Regions from separate parts of the Ovis aries genome. Here region 1 is linked to region 2. A link is a contact called in public Hi-C data. All regions are on one chromosome and are shown on one strand. Each heading gives the region's core, a stretch centred on a gene start, on an enhancer-like site or on the middle of the called end of the contact. The rest is flanking DNA. Distances are from core to core; before and after follow the strand shown. Region 1 overlaps SH3TC1 (SH3 domain and tetratricopeptide repeats 1). Region 2 holds the start of SH3TC1 (SH3 domain and tetratricopeptide repeats 1).

What was found. Hi-C and Micro-C count contacts between places; a contact is called where the count stands out from the background.
Region 1: a Hi-C map of mixed tissues shows a contact between it and region 2, with 7 times the contacts expected there. The contact joins the enhancer-like site here to the promoter of SH3TC1 in region 2. A contact is called at or near these places in 7 of 16 Hi-C or Micro-C datasets (blood, hypothalamus, liver and 4 more).

The regions. Positions count from the first base shown.
Region 1 is chr6:115,258,749-115,266,459 of ARS-UI_Ramb_v3.0, reverse strand. SH3TC1 (SH3 domain and tetratricopeptide repeats 1) reads right to left here. Exons shown (of 17, transcript XM_042251683.2): 13 at 7,298-7,478; 14 at 5,668-5,941; 15 at 4,606-4,756; 16 at 3,475-3,671; 17 at 127-463. The coding sequence ends at 242. Among named protein-coding and RNA genes, the nearest start is that of HTRA3, 38 kb to the left of the region's middle. Within about 2 kb of position 5,394, at least 3 of the 54 cell types and tissues checked have an H3K27ac peak or open chromatin away from gene starts, as enhancers often do.
Region 2 is chr6:115,200,241-115,207,407 of ARS-UI_Ramb_v3.0, reverse strand. SH3TC1 (SH3 domain and tetratricopeptide repeats 1) reads right to left here and starts at 5,550. Exons shown (of 17, transcript XM_042251683.2): 1 at 5,431-5,550.

The DNA of each region.
Region 1 (7,711 bases), core at 4,145-6,644, 59 kb before region 2:
GTCCTACCTGCCCACACCCGAGGATGGGGTGCAGCAGCGGAACGGCCCCCTGGGGACAGGCCCTGATCCCCACATACTCCCCAGGAGGCAGTCCGGGGATGGGGGAGCCTCGGGACTCCAGAAGGCTTTCTGCAAAACACATTTATTGCTTCTTGGCCCCTTGACCACGTGCCTCCCTTTCCCAGGAAGCCAGCCCCTGAGACCCTGGGCCAGCCGGAGGCCGTGCCTGCAAGCACCGGGCTCAGGACGGAGGCCCGGGGACCAGGTGGCCCCGGCGGACGCTGAGCTCGGTGGCGAAGGCCCGCGCCTTCTGATAGAAGAAGAGGGACATCTCGCGGTCGAGGAGGGAGTGGTGGTAGACGGAGGCCAGGCGCGCGCAGAGCTTCATCTGGGCCCGCTTGCTGCCCAGGTCCATGGCTGCTGCCAGCGCCAGCTGGTAGTACCCGGCCGCGTCCAGCGGGTCCTAGAGACAGACGGCGAGTCACCAAGGGGACAGCACCGCGCCAGGGAGGGCAGCCTTGGGGGAGCTTCTCCCTGGGCTAGGACCCCCGGCCAGGGCAGCTCCAGGGCAGCTCCAGGGCTGGGCCCATGACAGCGCTCCAGGCGGGCAAGACACTTGCTCGCCCCAGACAGGCCAGCTTTGGCGCCTCTGGATGGGCCCTGCATGTTTCCCCCAGGGAGGAGCCCCCTGCAAATACAGGGGCCTGGACTGCCATACCGGTGGCCCTGGGACCCCCGGTCCCCACTCCCCGCCTTGGCCCTGGAGCCGGGGCCTTGGACCTTGCAGTACCTGGTCCCCTCCTCCCAGAAGCCTCTTTCCTGCTCACCCCCGGGGCCTCTGAAAGATAATCCGTGTCTCCCCCTTGGGCTGAGCTGAGGTCTGGGGGGCTGGGGTCTGAGAGGTCCCTGCAGGGCCATGTGGCCCAGGGTGGCCTGGCTTGACCCTTGCAACCCACATCCATGCTGATGCCAGCATGCCCGGCCTTTTGCACCAGCCCCGGTGCAAAGCAGCTCCAGGCGTCACCTCTCAGAATATCCCGCCACCCTGAGGGGGCATGACCCCCACCTCCTCCAGGACACGGGCTCCCAGTTCAGACACATCTTTGCCCTGGATGCACCATCCCCAGGCTGGGACGTCCCACGTCCCCTCACCCCTGCTGACTTTTGCCTCCCACCCCAGTCTCCACGTCCCCCCCGGAGGTTACCCAAGGGCAGGCACTAAACCCAAACCTGCCCGTCCCCTCCTGCTCACAGGGGCTCCCCGGGACAGAGGACACAGTCACCAGCCCTGGCCACTGCCCCCGCACAGAGCAAGGACCCGGAAGACAACGGAAGCAGGCGTGTGTAGCACTCACTGTCCCCTGGCCAGGCGGGGGGACCCTGTGTGTGTGTGTGTGTGTGTGTGTGTGTGTGTGCCGGGGGGAGAGGGCAGGGAGCCAAACACAGCTGACTCTGGGAAACAAGAGGTGTGACTGGCCCTGAAGCACAGGGAAGCTTGGCAGCTTGTGGGAGCCTGGGAAGCAGCTCACTCAGCCTGGGGCAGGAGGGGAGGGCTTCCTGGAGGAGGCGGCATCCCAACTACATGGAAGGAACTGGCCAGAGTGGGTGGCGGAGGGGGGTGTGCATTCCTGTGCACATGTGTGTGTAGAAGCTGGTGGGTGGCAGGTCCAGGATTCACACCCACGTCTTTCCTAGGCAGGGCTTGCTCCTTCTGCTATGACACAACACACGCGGGCTAAAGAGAGTCGGTTGGTGAAGACGCCACAGCAGCCCCCACCGCCAGGGCAGAGCCCCCAGGCCCCCCTTTCTGCACAGGGCTGCAGGGTCCCAGTCCCTGAAGCCCCAGCCCACTGCCCCTCATTCTGCCATAATCAGCTGCCCACGCCTAGCCTGGTCCCCTCCCTGCCCTGTGGGGGCACCAGCTCGTGCTGCAGCAAAGCACTTGAAGAGCGAACCGCACAAATCCTGAGCAGCTCGGGGCCTGGACCTCGGCGGGAGGGGCTCAGCTGCAGAGGTCACCGCTGCCCACGGAATCCCCAGCACCAGACACAGCAGTGGCTGCAGGGATGACTTATGGCCAGCAGGTGTCGCCAGTCAGGCCTGCCTAGTCAAGGCGCTGGGGGTTACCCGGGGCAGTAGAGGGTCTTCCAGGGCCACTCCAGCTCCTAACTGCTGCTGGTTGGGGAGGGGGAAGTGGAGAACCCAGCCCCGGACTGGCGCACCCTCACTTCTCAACCAACACAGATCAGGGACGCCGTTCAGGGGCAGGGCTAGACCCAGAGTAGGGGTGATGTCTGCCTGTATGGGGAGGGGGGAGGGGGGAAGGGGCAATAGAAGAGACCCCCCCCCCCCAGGCCCTTGTCTCATCCACTGCAGGGTTCACAGACGAACGGAAAAGTGGCCCCAGCTCCCACCACTCCAGCCCCGACAGGGAGGGGCTCAGCCAGGGTGCTGGGTGTCCCTGCCGTAAAACCTGGGGCAAGTCACGCCCCACCCAAGCCCCAGTTTCCCTCTCTGTGCAGCGAGATGATAAAGAGGACACGCCCTCTCCCCCAATCCAGGTGATATGAGGATTCCGGGAAGGAAGAAAGGAAGAGCTCTGCACAGACTGGCAGGCTTCCTGGAGGAGGTGTCAGGGTGTGGGCTGTACCTTGCAACCTGAAAATGAAAGTGTTAGTGGCAACCCCATGGGCTGTAAGCCCGCCGGGCGGCTCTGTCCGTGAGGACCCTCCAGGCAAGAATGCCAGAGTGGGTTGCCATGCCCTCCTCCAGGGGATCTGCCCAACCCAGGGATCGACCCTCATCTCTATTGTCTCCTGCACTGGCAGGCGGGTTCTTTACCGCTGGCACCGCCTGGGAGGCCCGCCTTGCAACACGGGTCTCTGGGAATAATGGTAACACTTCCCCCTGGTGGCTCAGCTGGTAAAGAAGCCGCCTGCAAGGCAGGAGACCTGGGTTTGATCCCTGGGTTGGGAGGATCCCCTGGAGAAGGGAAAGGCTACCCACTCCAGTATTCTGGCCTGGAGAATTCCATGGACTGTATAGTCCACGGGGTCACAGAGTCGGACACCACTGAGTGACTTTCACTTTCTCGCTCTCTCACTTTCCCCCACCCCAGAAATGTCTTTATCCACCTCCTACATTTTTTGTGGTTCACTTCTGCTGGGCAGTCAAGACACAGCTTTGCAGTCACCCCATCCAGAAGCTCCCCCACCCCTGCCACCCAACTACACTCATTTCGCCCTTTACCCAGTGGCAGCTTCCCCGGCTGACCCTGAGCTCTTGAGGGCAAGGCCTGACCTGCCTGGAAGCAAGGACGGTGTCTACTGGCCTCGCCTGCAGCTCACAGGGGGGCCCAGAGCTCCGGGGAGAGCCCCGGGACTTGAGGAAGAGGACCGCAATGCCTCCCTCACGCCCAGCGCCGGGTGACGGCCCCCACGCCCCGCACCCGGCCCTGCCTGCACCCCTCTCAACCTTGAGGTCGTAGAAGATGATGTCGCCAAGCGTCAGGTACACCTTCACGTAGTACAGGGGCTCCTCGTCGAACTCCAGCGGTGAGGTGCAGAGTGACAGCGCCTTGAGGTAGAAGTGCTCCGCCAGCTCGCTGTGGCCCAGCCGGTGGTGCAGGGCGGCCAGCCGGTGACAGGCCACCCGCTGGTTCAGCCGGTCCCCTGGGGATGCCGAGGGGGTGGATGCCATCTCACAGCCCCAGCCCGTCCCCTCCCAGCCCAGACCGACGTCCCGTGCTAAGCTGCCTCAGTCAGGTCCGACTTTGCAGCACCAGGGACCCACCAGGCTCCTCTGTCCATGGGACCCTCCAGGCAAGGAGACTGGAGTGGGCTGCCATGCCCTCCTCTTCCCGTCTTTAAGGGGCACCTAGTGATGCCTGCTCTCCTGGCACCTCTGGGCTGAGGCAAAGTCGTGGAGCAGGACACCCGCCAGCCCAGGCCTGCACAGAGGCCCCTGCACAGGGAGCTTCGCTTACTGTTCTGACTGGGAGAACCCAGAAGCCCGGCAGTTTGTGCCTCTGCAGACATGACCTTTGGCCTCCCTGCTGTATCCTCAGCTGCCCTCCACCCCGTCCTCGGCAGGGAGTCACCAGATGAGGCTGCCTGCAAAATCCTCCCCCTTCCAGGGTGAGCTCGGCAGGGCCTGAAGGCCCCCCAGGGGCACACCTACTGTGTGCTCGGCCCGGTCAGTCTCCTCGCCTCAGGGAAAACAGACGGCCTAGAAGAGCCGGGCATGGAGGGACAGGCCCCGGAGAGGAGGACGGGGTTTCGCCGGCAGAGAGCAGCGGGGCCCATGGGCCAGTGGGGAGGGGAGGACCGGAGGGCATAGCAGGCAGAAAGGCACCAGGCGGCCCTGCCTGGCGTGTCCCAGAATGTCCGCAGTGCAGGGTGCCCCGGCCGGCTCCCTGGCCAGCAAGGGGGGCGCAGGGTGGAGGGCAAAGAGCTGATGATGTTCAGGCGGGACGGGACAGGTTCTCTGCCGCCCGTCTCAGCAGCCTGGCCCGGGGCAAGAGAGAGGAGCCTGCGGGCCTGGGGGACTGAGGCCCTGCCTAGACCTCAGGGGTGGGGGGCCCTTGGGGTGGGGTGCGGGGCTCACCCAGGGTGAGGCTGAGCGCCAGGGCCGTGTGGGCGAACTCCAGGCCCTCCTGGGGCGTCTCCATCTCAGCCAGCAGCGCTGACAGCTTGTTGCAGAGCCGCAGCTCGGCCTCCCGGCTCCCCGTGGACACCGCAAGGGGCAGCGCCCGGTCCTGAGGGGACAGAGGGCAGGTCAGGCCTCCTCATCCCGCAACAGGCAGTCAGGCCCATGCCCTCCTGAGGGCCCCTGGGTCTGCCCCCGTGAGCCCCCTGGAGCTTCTCGTGCCAGGTCGCTTCAGGCGTGTCTGACTCTTGTGACTCCCTGTACTGCAGCCTGCCAGGGTCCTCTGTCCATGGGATTCTCCGGCAGGAATACTGGAGGGGGTTGCCACGCCCTCCTCCAGGGGATCTTCCTGGCCCAGGGACTGAACCCGCGTCTCCTGCATCTCCTGCCTGGCACTAGGAGGCGGGTGCGGTACCGCTAACGCCACCTGGGAAACCCTCCCTCCACACCACACCATCAGTTCTCAGCAGCATGCCATCCCCGGGCCCCTGGGGCGTGAGCAAGGGGTGTGAGCCTGGCCCGTCAAGCTACACCGCACGCCCTTAGACCAGCCTTGCTCCTCCTCGGTGCAGGGAGCCTGACCAGAGGGTCCAACACCCCCTGTGTACCAAAGAGGCTACTTTTATCTGTACCCTGGGGCCCAGCCTCATGCAAGCTGGTCAGACAGAGGCGGAGACGCCGCCCTCCCCGGGAGGCACATGCAGAGCCGTGGTCCCGGCGGCCCTCCATCTGATGTGCTGTGTGCCCTTGGACCTGCCCCTGAGCCTCTCTGAGCTGGTTTCCTCCTCTGTGGAATGCGGGCAGGCCCTGCCTCCCAGGGTTGTGTGGATCTCTGGGAGGCGTGTCCTCCGACGGGCGTTTCTTGCTCTGTTCTGCCCAGGCTGGGGCTGGGGGTTGGGATGGTCTCTGACCAAACCACCCGGAAGCTGAGCCTGTGCGCGAGGTGGGGAGGTCCTGCCCCCCAGGAGGGTTGCCCCTGAAGCCCACTCGCCTGGACCCACGGGACGGGGCGGTGCTCACCCGGTAGAAGGACACTGCTTTCTCGCGATCCCAGGCCCCGTTGAAGAAGATGTCTCCGGCCTCCTCGAAGAGCTGCAGCCCCAGGCCGGGGTCCCCCGTGTACAGGGCGGCGTTCTGCGCAGCCTGGATGTACAGGTCCACCAGCTCGCTCTGCCGCAGCGCGTAGTAGATCTTCCCCGCCTGCAGCCAGGCGTGTGCCTCCTTGTCCTTCTTCAGCAGGTCGATGAAAACCCCCAGGCTGCGCTTGGTGTACTCCAGGGCGGACCTGTAGGCCCTGGGGTTAGATAGAGGTGGGTGCTCAGAGCCAGCCTCCCGGGCCGCCCCGCTGCGTGGAGGGGACCAGGTTCTCTCTGGGGGCCCGTCTGGCCACCTTGGACCTGGGGCGTCGGGGGGCCAGGCCCAGGGCCTGCGCATCCAGGCTGATGGGAGACCAGGGCAATACACGGCCCTCATCCAGCAAAGGTGAGGAGGCCTTAGGGAGGGAAGCAGACAGTCCTGGGGCCTTAAGGAGTGAGCGGTTCATCTCTGCCCCCCCTGCACACACACAGGCCCACGTCACCTCCAGACACAGCAGGGGTCGTGGCCCCTGGGCAGAAACGTAGAGCCCATCCAGGCCAAGGGTTCTGACACGGACGGAGCGTCAGAACCACCCAGGGTGCTGGTCAGACACAGATGGCAGGGCCTGGCTCCTGGAGCTGCTGGCTCAGGAGGTCCGGGCTGAGGCCTGCCACGCGTGTGTGCTCAGTTGCGTCCGGCTCTTTGCAGCCCCCATGGACTGTAGCCGGCCAGGCTCCCCTGTCCACGGGATTCCCCAGGCAAGAGTGACTCTCTGTGACCCCACGGACTGTAGCCCACCAGGCTCCCCTCTCCACGGGATTCTCCAGGCAAGAATACTGGAGTGGGCTGCCATGCCCTTCTCAGGGGACCTTCCCGACCCAGGGATCAAACCTGAGTCTCTCGCATCTCCTGCATTGGCAAGTAGGTTCTTTAGCACTGAGCCCCCTGGGAAGCCTAGGAATGCACACCTCCCACCAGCGCCCAGGGGAGGTGGACCTGCTGACCCTGGGACCCCACTCTGAGGAGCCTTGATCAAGGCTGTGGGCCCATTGGTCCTGCTGTGAAACTGAGGCCCCCAAGGTGAGAGGCATCCCTCCTGAGTCCCAGGGAATCCAGCCCCTTCTCTGCTCTCAAGGAGCCCCCACACTGGATGGGGTGTTATGAGACTCTGCCAGCCTGCGAGCTGTGTGGTCCAGCTATCTGTTCCCCACTCCCGGGCAGGACGCTCTGGGTGGACTTCACAGGTGACCCCGAAACCCTGCTCTGGGGAAGCAAGCGGGACAGTCACTGTCTCCTGTGGACTAGGACCCTCCAGGCACACACGGTCGCTGTCCTCACATGTGAAGGGACAAACAAGGACCAGACTACGTGGCCAGCGAGAAAACACTCAGGGCAGGCTGGGGCCAGCTTCTAGAAGCTACCACGGAAGGGAGGATGACTCAGAAACACATGCTTCACCCCTGCCATTGGGGACAAGACAGAGCTTGCTGGCTCAGTGCCCGACTGCCACTAAGGACAGGGGGATGTGCTGGGATGGCGTCCGCACCCTCCCTGCCCCGGGGCTGGCCCTCACCGCTCGGTGCCCAGGGACAGGTAGAGCTGGCTTATGGCCTCCAGGAGCTGCCCCTCCAGCACCTTGTCATTCGCCCTGCGGGCCAGCGAGAGCTGGAACTCGTGGTAGACGACACACCGGGCCTCGTTGGGCACAACCGCGCTGTAGAAGTGACAGAGCCGCTGGACGGCGAGCAGCTGGCCTGGCGGGAGACGGAAGGGAGAGGCCCTGTCAGGCACTGCAGCGGCCTTCCAGGGCCCGCGGCCCCTGTGGCGCGCCCGCCTCTGTGAGCTGGGGTCGCTCCACGTGGGGACAGGCTGGGTGTCTGGCTCGAGGTCACACAGCCGGCCAGCAGCCGGGAAGGGGCCAGGCAGAGCACGTCACAGACGCTTGAGGGACAGTGCTGGTCACTGGAGAACTCCCAGGCTGGGCGGT
Region 2 (7,167 bases), core at 4,301-6,800:
TCATAGTGACACTTCCGAAGGCCCACTTGACTGCAGACTCCAGGATGTCTCGCTCTAGGTAAGTGACCACACCACTGTGATTATCCTGGTCATTAAGGCCTTTCTTGTATAGTTCTTCTGTGTATTCTTTCCATCTCTTCTTAATCTTCCGCGTCGGTTAAGTCCTTACCGTTTCTGTCCTTTATCATGCCCATCTTTGCATGAAATGTTCCCTTGATATCTCCGGTTTTCTTAAAGAGATCTCTAGCCTTTTTCATTCTGTTGCTATCTTCTATTTTTTTGCATTATTCATTTAAGAAGGCCTTCTTATCTCTCCTTGCTGTTCTCTGGAACTCTGCATGAGGTTGGGTGTATCTTTCCCTTTCTGCCTTGCTTTTTGCCTCCCTTCTTTCCTCAGCTGTTTGTAAAGCCTCCTCGGACAACCACTTTGCTTTCTTGCATTCCTTTTTCTTTGGGATGGTCTTGGTTACTGCCTCCTACACAATGTTATGAGCCTCTGTCCACAGTTCTTCAGACACTGTCTCTAGCAGATCTAACCCCTTGAATCTGTTCATCGCCTCCACTGTAAATCATAAGGGATTTGATTTCTGTCATATCCGCATGGTCCAGAGGTCTTCCCTACTTTCTTCAATTTAAGCCTGAGTTCTGCAATAAGGAGCTGATGACCTGGACCAGGCCGCTCCTGGTCTTATAGAGCGTCTCATGGTTGGCTGCAAAGAATACAGTCCATCTGATTTGGCCATCTGGTGATGTCCATGTGTAGAGTCGTCTCTGTTGTTGGAAAAGAGTGTTTGCCGTGACCAGTGTATTCTCTTGACAAGACCTCATTAGCCTTTGCCCTGTTTCGTTTTGTACCCTAAGGCCAAACTCGCCTGTCATTCCAGATATCTCTTGACTTTCTACTTTTGCATTCCAATCCTCTGTAATGAAAAGGACGTTGTTTTTGGTGTTCATTCTAGAACATCTTGTAGGTCTTCATAGAACTAGTCAGTTTCAGCTTCTTAGGCGTCAGTGGTTGGAGCACAGACACGATACTGAATGGTTTGCCTTGGAAATGCACAGAGATCACTCTGTCGTTTTTGAGATGGCACCCAGGTGTTGCATTTCGGACTCTTTTGTTGACTATGATGGCTACTCCATTTCTTCGAAGGGATTCTTGCCCGCTGTAGTAAATATAATGGCCCTCTGAGTTAAATTTGCCCATTTCACTGATTCCTAAAATGTTGATGTTCACTCTTGCCATCTCCCAATTTGACCACATCTAATTTACCTTGATTCATGGACCTAATTCAGTCCAGGTTTCTATGCAATATTGTTCTTACAGCATCAGATTTTACCTTCACCCTCAGACCCATCGTAACTGAGTGTTGTTTCTGCTTTGGCCCAGCTGCTTCATTCTTTCTGGAGCTGTTAGTAATTGCCCTCCATTCTTCCCCAGTAGCATATTGAACACCTTCTGACCTAGGGGGCTGACCTTCCACTGTCATATCCTTTTGCTTTTTCATACTGTTCATGCGGGTCTTGTGGCAAGAATACTGGAGTGGGTTGCCGTTCCCTTCTCCACTGGATGTTTTGTCAGAACTCTCCACCATGATCATCTGTCTTGGGTGGCCCTACACAGTGTGGCTCATAGCCTCATCGAGTTATGCAAGCCATAATTTCTGTCTAATCAGACAAATCTTAAGTGGGGGCATTTTATAAAGCACCATGAAATTAAAAGACACTTGCTCCTTGGAATAAAAGCTATGACCAACCTAGACAGCATATTAAAAAGCAGAGACATTACTTTGCCAACAAAGGTCCATCTAGTCAAAGCTATGGTTTTTCCAGTAGTCATGTATGGATGTAAGAATTGGACCATAAAGAAAGCTGAGCACTGAAGAATTGATGCTTTTGAACTGTGGTGTTGGAGAAGACTCTTGAGAGTCCCTTGGACTGCAAGGAGATCCAACTAGTCCATTCTGAAGGAGATCGGCCCTGGGATTTCTTTGGAAGGAATGATGCTAAAGCTGAAACTCCAGTACTTTGGCCACCTCATGCAAAGAGTTGACTCATTGGAAAAGACTCTGATGCTGGGAGGGATTGGGGGCAGGAGGAGAAGGGGACGACAGAGGATGAGATGGCTGGATGGCATCACTGACTCGATGGATGCAAGTCTGAGTGAACTCCGGGAGTTGGTGATGGACAGGGAGGCCTGGTGTGCTGCGATTCATGGGGTTGCAGAGTCGGACACGACTGAGCAAATGGACTGAACTGAACTGATCTGAACTGATCTTACAAAGCACCAAACCAAAACTCCTCAAAAAAATTAAAATAAGGAAAGTCTATACAGGTGCCCAACAGGCACATGAAAAGATGCTCAGCATCATAAATTATTAGACAAACGCACATCAAAACTGCAATGAGGTATCACCTCACACCAGTCAGAATCAGTTCAGTTCAGTCGCTCAGTCATGTCCTACTCTTTGCGACCCCAGGGAATGCAGTATGCCAGGCCTCCCTGTCCATCGCCAACTCCTGGAGTTTACTCAAATTCATGTCCATTGAGTCAGAGATCCAGCCATCCCATCCAGCCATCTCATCCTCTGTCATCCCCTTCTCCTCCTGCCTTCAATCTTTCCCAGCATCAGGGTCTTTTCCAGTGAGTCAGCTCTTTGCATCAGGTGGCCAAAGTATCAGAGTCAGAATGGCCATCATGGAAAAGTCTACTAAAAACTTTCTAGATTAGACGTGGAGAAAAGGGAACCCTCCTAAACTGTTGGTGGGAGTGTATCCTGGTGCAGCCATGACGGAAAACAGTATGGAATTTTCTTTATAAAGTAAAAACAGAACTACCTTGCGCTATGCTGTGCTAAGTCACTTTAGTGGTGTCTAAGTCTTTGCCACCGTGTGGACCCACGCTCGCCAGGCCCCTCTGTCCTTGGGATTCTCTAGGCAAGAATGCTAGAGTGGGTTGCCGTTTCCTTCTCCAGGGGATATTCCTGACCCAGGGATCAGACTCGCGTCAGGCAGGTTCTTTAGCCACTGGCGCTACCTGGGAAGCCGTAGAACTACCGAATGACCCAGCAACCCCACACTTGGGTATATATCCAGAAAAAGTTCTAATTCAAAGAGATATGCACTTCCTTGTTGGTGCGGTGGTTAAGAATCTGCCTGCCAATGCATGCGACATGGGTTGAATCCCTGATCTGGAAGGTTCCACGTGTTGCAGAGCTATCAAGCCCGTGTGCCACAGCTACTGAGCCTGAACCCCTCAGACCCCCTGCTCCGCAACAAGAGAGCCCACCTCAATGAGAAGCTCATGTACCACAGTTAGAGAGCGGCTCCCACTTATTACAGCTAGAGAGACCATGTGGCGAAGAAACCCAGCTCTGCCGAAAATAAATTTTTAAGAAAAGACACATACAGTCCTATGTTCATAGTAGTTTCAACTATTCACAAGCGCCAAGGTGTGGAACCAACCTAAATTGCCTATAGACAGATATGGTACATATATACAATGGGGTATGACTCAACCATTAAAGAGAATGAGATGATACCATTCGCAGCGACACGGATGACCCTAGAGAGTCTCACACTAAGTGAAGTCGGAAAGACACTTACATGTGAGATCTAAATATCGACAGAAACTTATCCATGAAATGGAAAAAGCTTCATAGACACAGACAGTAATCTTGAGGTTGCCAGGGGGAGAGGGGGATGGGGGAAGGGTATAGTGGGAGCTTGGGGGCTGGCAGATGCTAACTATTATATACAGCCTGGACGAACAGCTAGGTCCTACTGTCTAGCACAGGGAACTCTCTTCAACATTCTATGACAAGCCATATGGAAAAGAATATGAAAAAGAATGTGCGTGTGTGTATATATATATATATGCATAAAACTGATGTGTTTTGCTGTACAGCTGAAATTAACGCAACACTGTATATTAACTGTACTTCAATAAAATAAAATTTAAACAACAAACAAACAAGGAAAGTCTGGGCAATCATCCCAGCCCAGGAGCCCTGGGAGGTGTGATGACTAAATGTCACATGGTGTCCTGGATGGGGTCCTAGAACAGAAAAGGGACATTAGGTGGAAACGCAGGGAAGCTGAATGAAGCCTGGGCTTTCCTCAGTAATAATGAACAAACTCTGGTTCATGAGCCATTGCAAATGCGCCAGAGACTGCGTGGGGCTGCAAGAACTCTGGGCGCTCTGTTTGCGATTGTTTTGAAAGTCTAAAACTGTTCTTAAAAAAAAATCATCTTTTTTTTTTCTTTTTTAAAGGCCCAGGAAGGTGGAACCACCTGGAAATGTACAGAGAGAACAATTAAAGGCCAAAGACCCTGGAGGGCACGTCCCAGGCCAACTTGCTGTGTGGCCCTGGGCCCGCCTTGGCTTGCCTCTGCGCCATGCCTCCCCCAGCTGCACGAGGAAGGTGGGAGGGGCCGAGCCTGGCTCTCCTTGCCATCCCCGGGGCACCAGGAAGACCAAGGTAGGCCTTCGGAGGAGACCCCACTTCCAGCCACTATGAGTTATTCCACCCCCCGACCTCCCACCCCCCACCCTGGAAAACCGGCGCTGGGCCCAGCCCTTCCACGGGTCACCTGAGACTCTGCCCGGGGCCGCACCCACAGCCCCCTGGGGGAAGGAGGAAGGGTCATCAGGCTCACAGGGTGTAAGGGTCGGAGGTGCACGGCCTTGCCTGGGCCACAGAGCTGTCCCCTCACCACTGGTCCATCTGTATGAAGTTGGCAGTGCACCCCAGGACCCGGGGATAGAGCTGCTCCCCCCTCGCCCCCTCTGACCCTTCCTTGTCCAAAAGGCCCTCTTGGACAGAGGGGCTGTCCCCAGGGCTGCAGGGACATTGGCCCCTGGGGGACTGGGGTGGGGTCTGGGGGATGGAGAGGGAGCAGAGACGCCCCCACCAAGGGCTGATCACCAGGGAGGGCGGACAGCCTTAGGGGTGAGGGACCTGGCCCCCACCCCAGCCCTCCAGCCCTGGGGCTCCCGCTCCTCTCCAGGGCCATTGGCACTGGACTCAGCCACTGACCGCCTGCTGGCCCCAACACGCGTGCTGCCATGTCACAGATGGCAAATTGAGGCTCGGAGGCGGGTCCCTTACTCGCAGGCCAGGGGCTCAGCCAAGATGGGAATCTCTGGGGCTGCAGCCTCCGGGGCCATAAAGAGGCCCACCCCACCCCCACCGGGGAGAGGCGTGCAGCTCCCGCTTCACTGCTGCTGCCTCGACGAGGTCCGGCTTCACGGCTCGCGGCCCCTCCCCGGACGCGGAGCCGCTTGAGCACTGCCCCGCCTCTCCCCAGCCAGGACGGTTTCGGGGCGCACGCCCATGCACACCCTCCCGTGGCTTCCCCTGTCCTGACAGGTGACCCTCCGCACGCACGCACGGGGCTGGGGACTGCTTTGTAGGCGGTCTGGAACTTACCCCGCTGGGGAAGGAAAGGAGGGAGGCTCCTGGGGTTCCGCACCTGCCTCTGCTCCTGTTCTGGCCCCTCGCGATGGTCCCGGCCGCGTGATGCCTGTCCCGGCAGGAAGGCACACATTTGCAGCAAGTTGGCCCTCCAGGCTCCGATCAGGTGGCCAGGGCTGTCAGCCCGGGTCATTGGCTGCGCCTGTAGCCGGCCCGCCCTGCCGGGAAGGGGCCGGGTCTCCTCCATGACCTTCCTCCTCCTTATCAGTGGTGGTGGAAGTCAGCAATTCCCCGCTTAGCATTCCCCAGCGGGGCGGGGAGGAGCTGCCTGCAGGCGCGAACAGCAGGAACCTGGCTTCCTGACCACCTGGGTGCCAGGGGACCTGGGGACACCAGATGACACGTGCCACCTCTTGGGTGTCCGTGCCTCAGAGGGGTAGGAGGTTGGGCCTTTGGGTGCTGGGCTGCTCACAGCTCTTGCTGGGGCCGGGTTTTCTGTAGCTAGGAGCTCAGCAAAGGTCCACCGAGCGGCCCCCTGTGCCTGGCCTGGCCACACCAGCAGCAGGTCCCGAGGCGTCCAGAGGGAGCAATTCCCAGGCGAGCTTCTAACCAGGCACCAGGTGGCCTTGAATTTACAGATCCTTGACGCCAGACCCACCAGGTCAGCACCTGCCAGGGCAGGGCCTAGAAATCTGGATTGTTAATGAATCCCAGCTGGCCCTGTCATCAGCAAGGGGCACCCCTGTCCCAAATGATATGTCTTCAGACATCCAAATAGGCGGGCAGAGTCACTGGGGGCCTGTGGCAGACGTGTCCCCTGGCCCTTCTCAGATCCCTGAACCACAGCAGGGCGGCGGCCTTCCAGGACTGACTGTGTGACTTGAGGCAAGACTCTTAACCTCTCTGTGCCTCCTGTTCCTGTCTTTGAAACGGAAGATGCTAGGTACACGGCCCCCCTCATCAACGTTTGTGAGAATTAAATGCATTAGTAAGTTCTGAGGGCCCAAAATTAAGCCCTGCCCACAGATATAAACGCACACACATACACACATATACACACTCCCATACCCATATACACGCATACACACAACACACACACACATACATCCATACTCACAATACATCCACATACACACACCCACACATGCACACAGACACACACACACCCATACACACCATGCACCCATACACATACACACACACCCATACACACACACCCCCATACACACACACCCCCATACACACACACCCATACACACACACACCCACACACACACACACCCATACACACACACACCCATACACACACACCCATACACACACACCCCATACACAACACCTCCATACACACAATACATCCAAATATATACACACACCCGCACACAGACACACACACACCCATATACATACATACATCCCCACATACAATATACACACACATTCATACACACACACACAGATACACCCACACACACACACCCATACATACACACACATACATATACACACACACCCATACACAGAATACACACACAGACACCCCCACACACACATACACCCATACACATACATACACACACACACCTATACACACAGTACACACATACACCCACACACAATACACGCACACACACACAGCACAGACACACACAATGCGCACACACATGACACGCACACACACCAGATGTGCAGTTGTGTCGTCACCCTGTGGCTCTGACCCGGCCGCACGAGGTGCCGTGCGCTGTCCTGGGG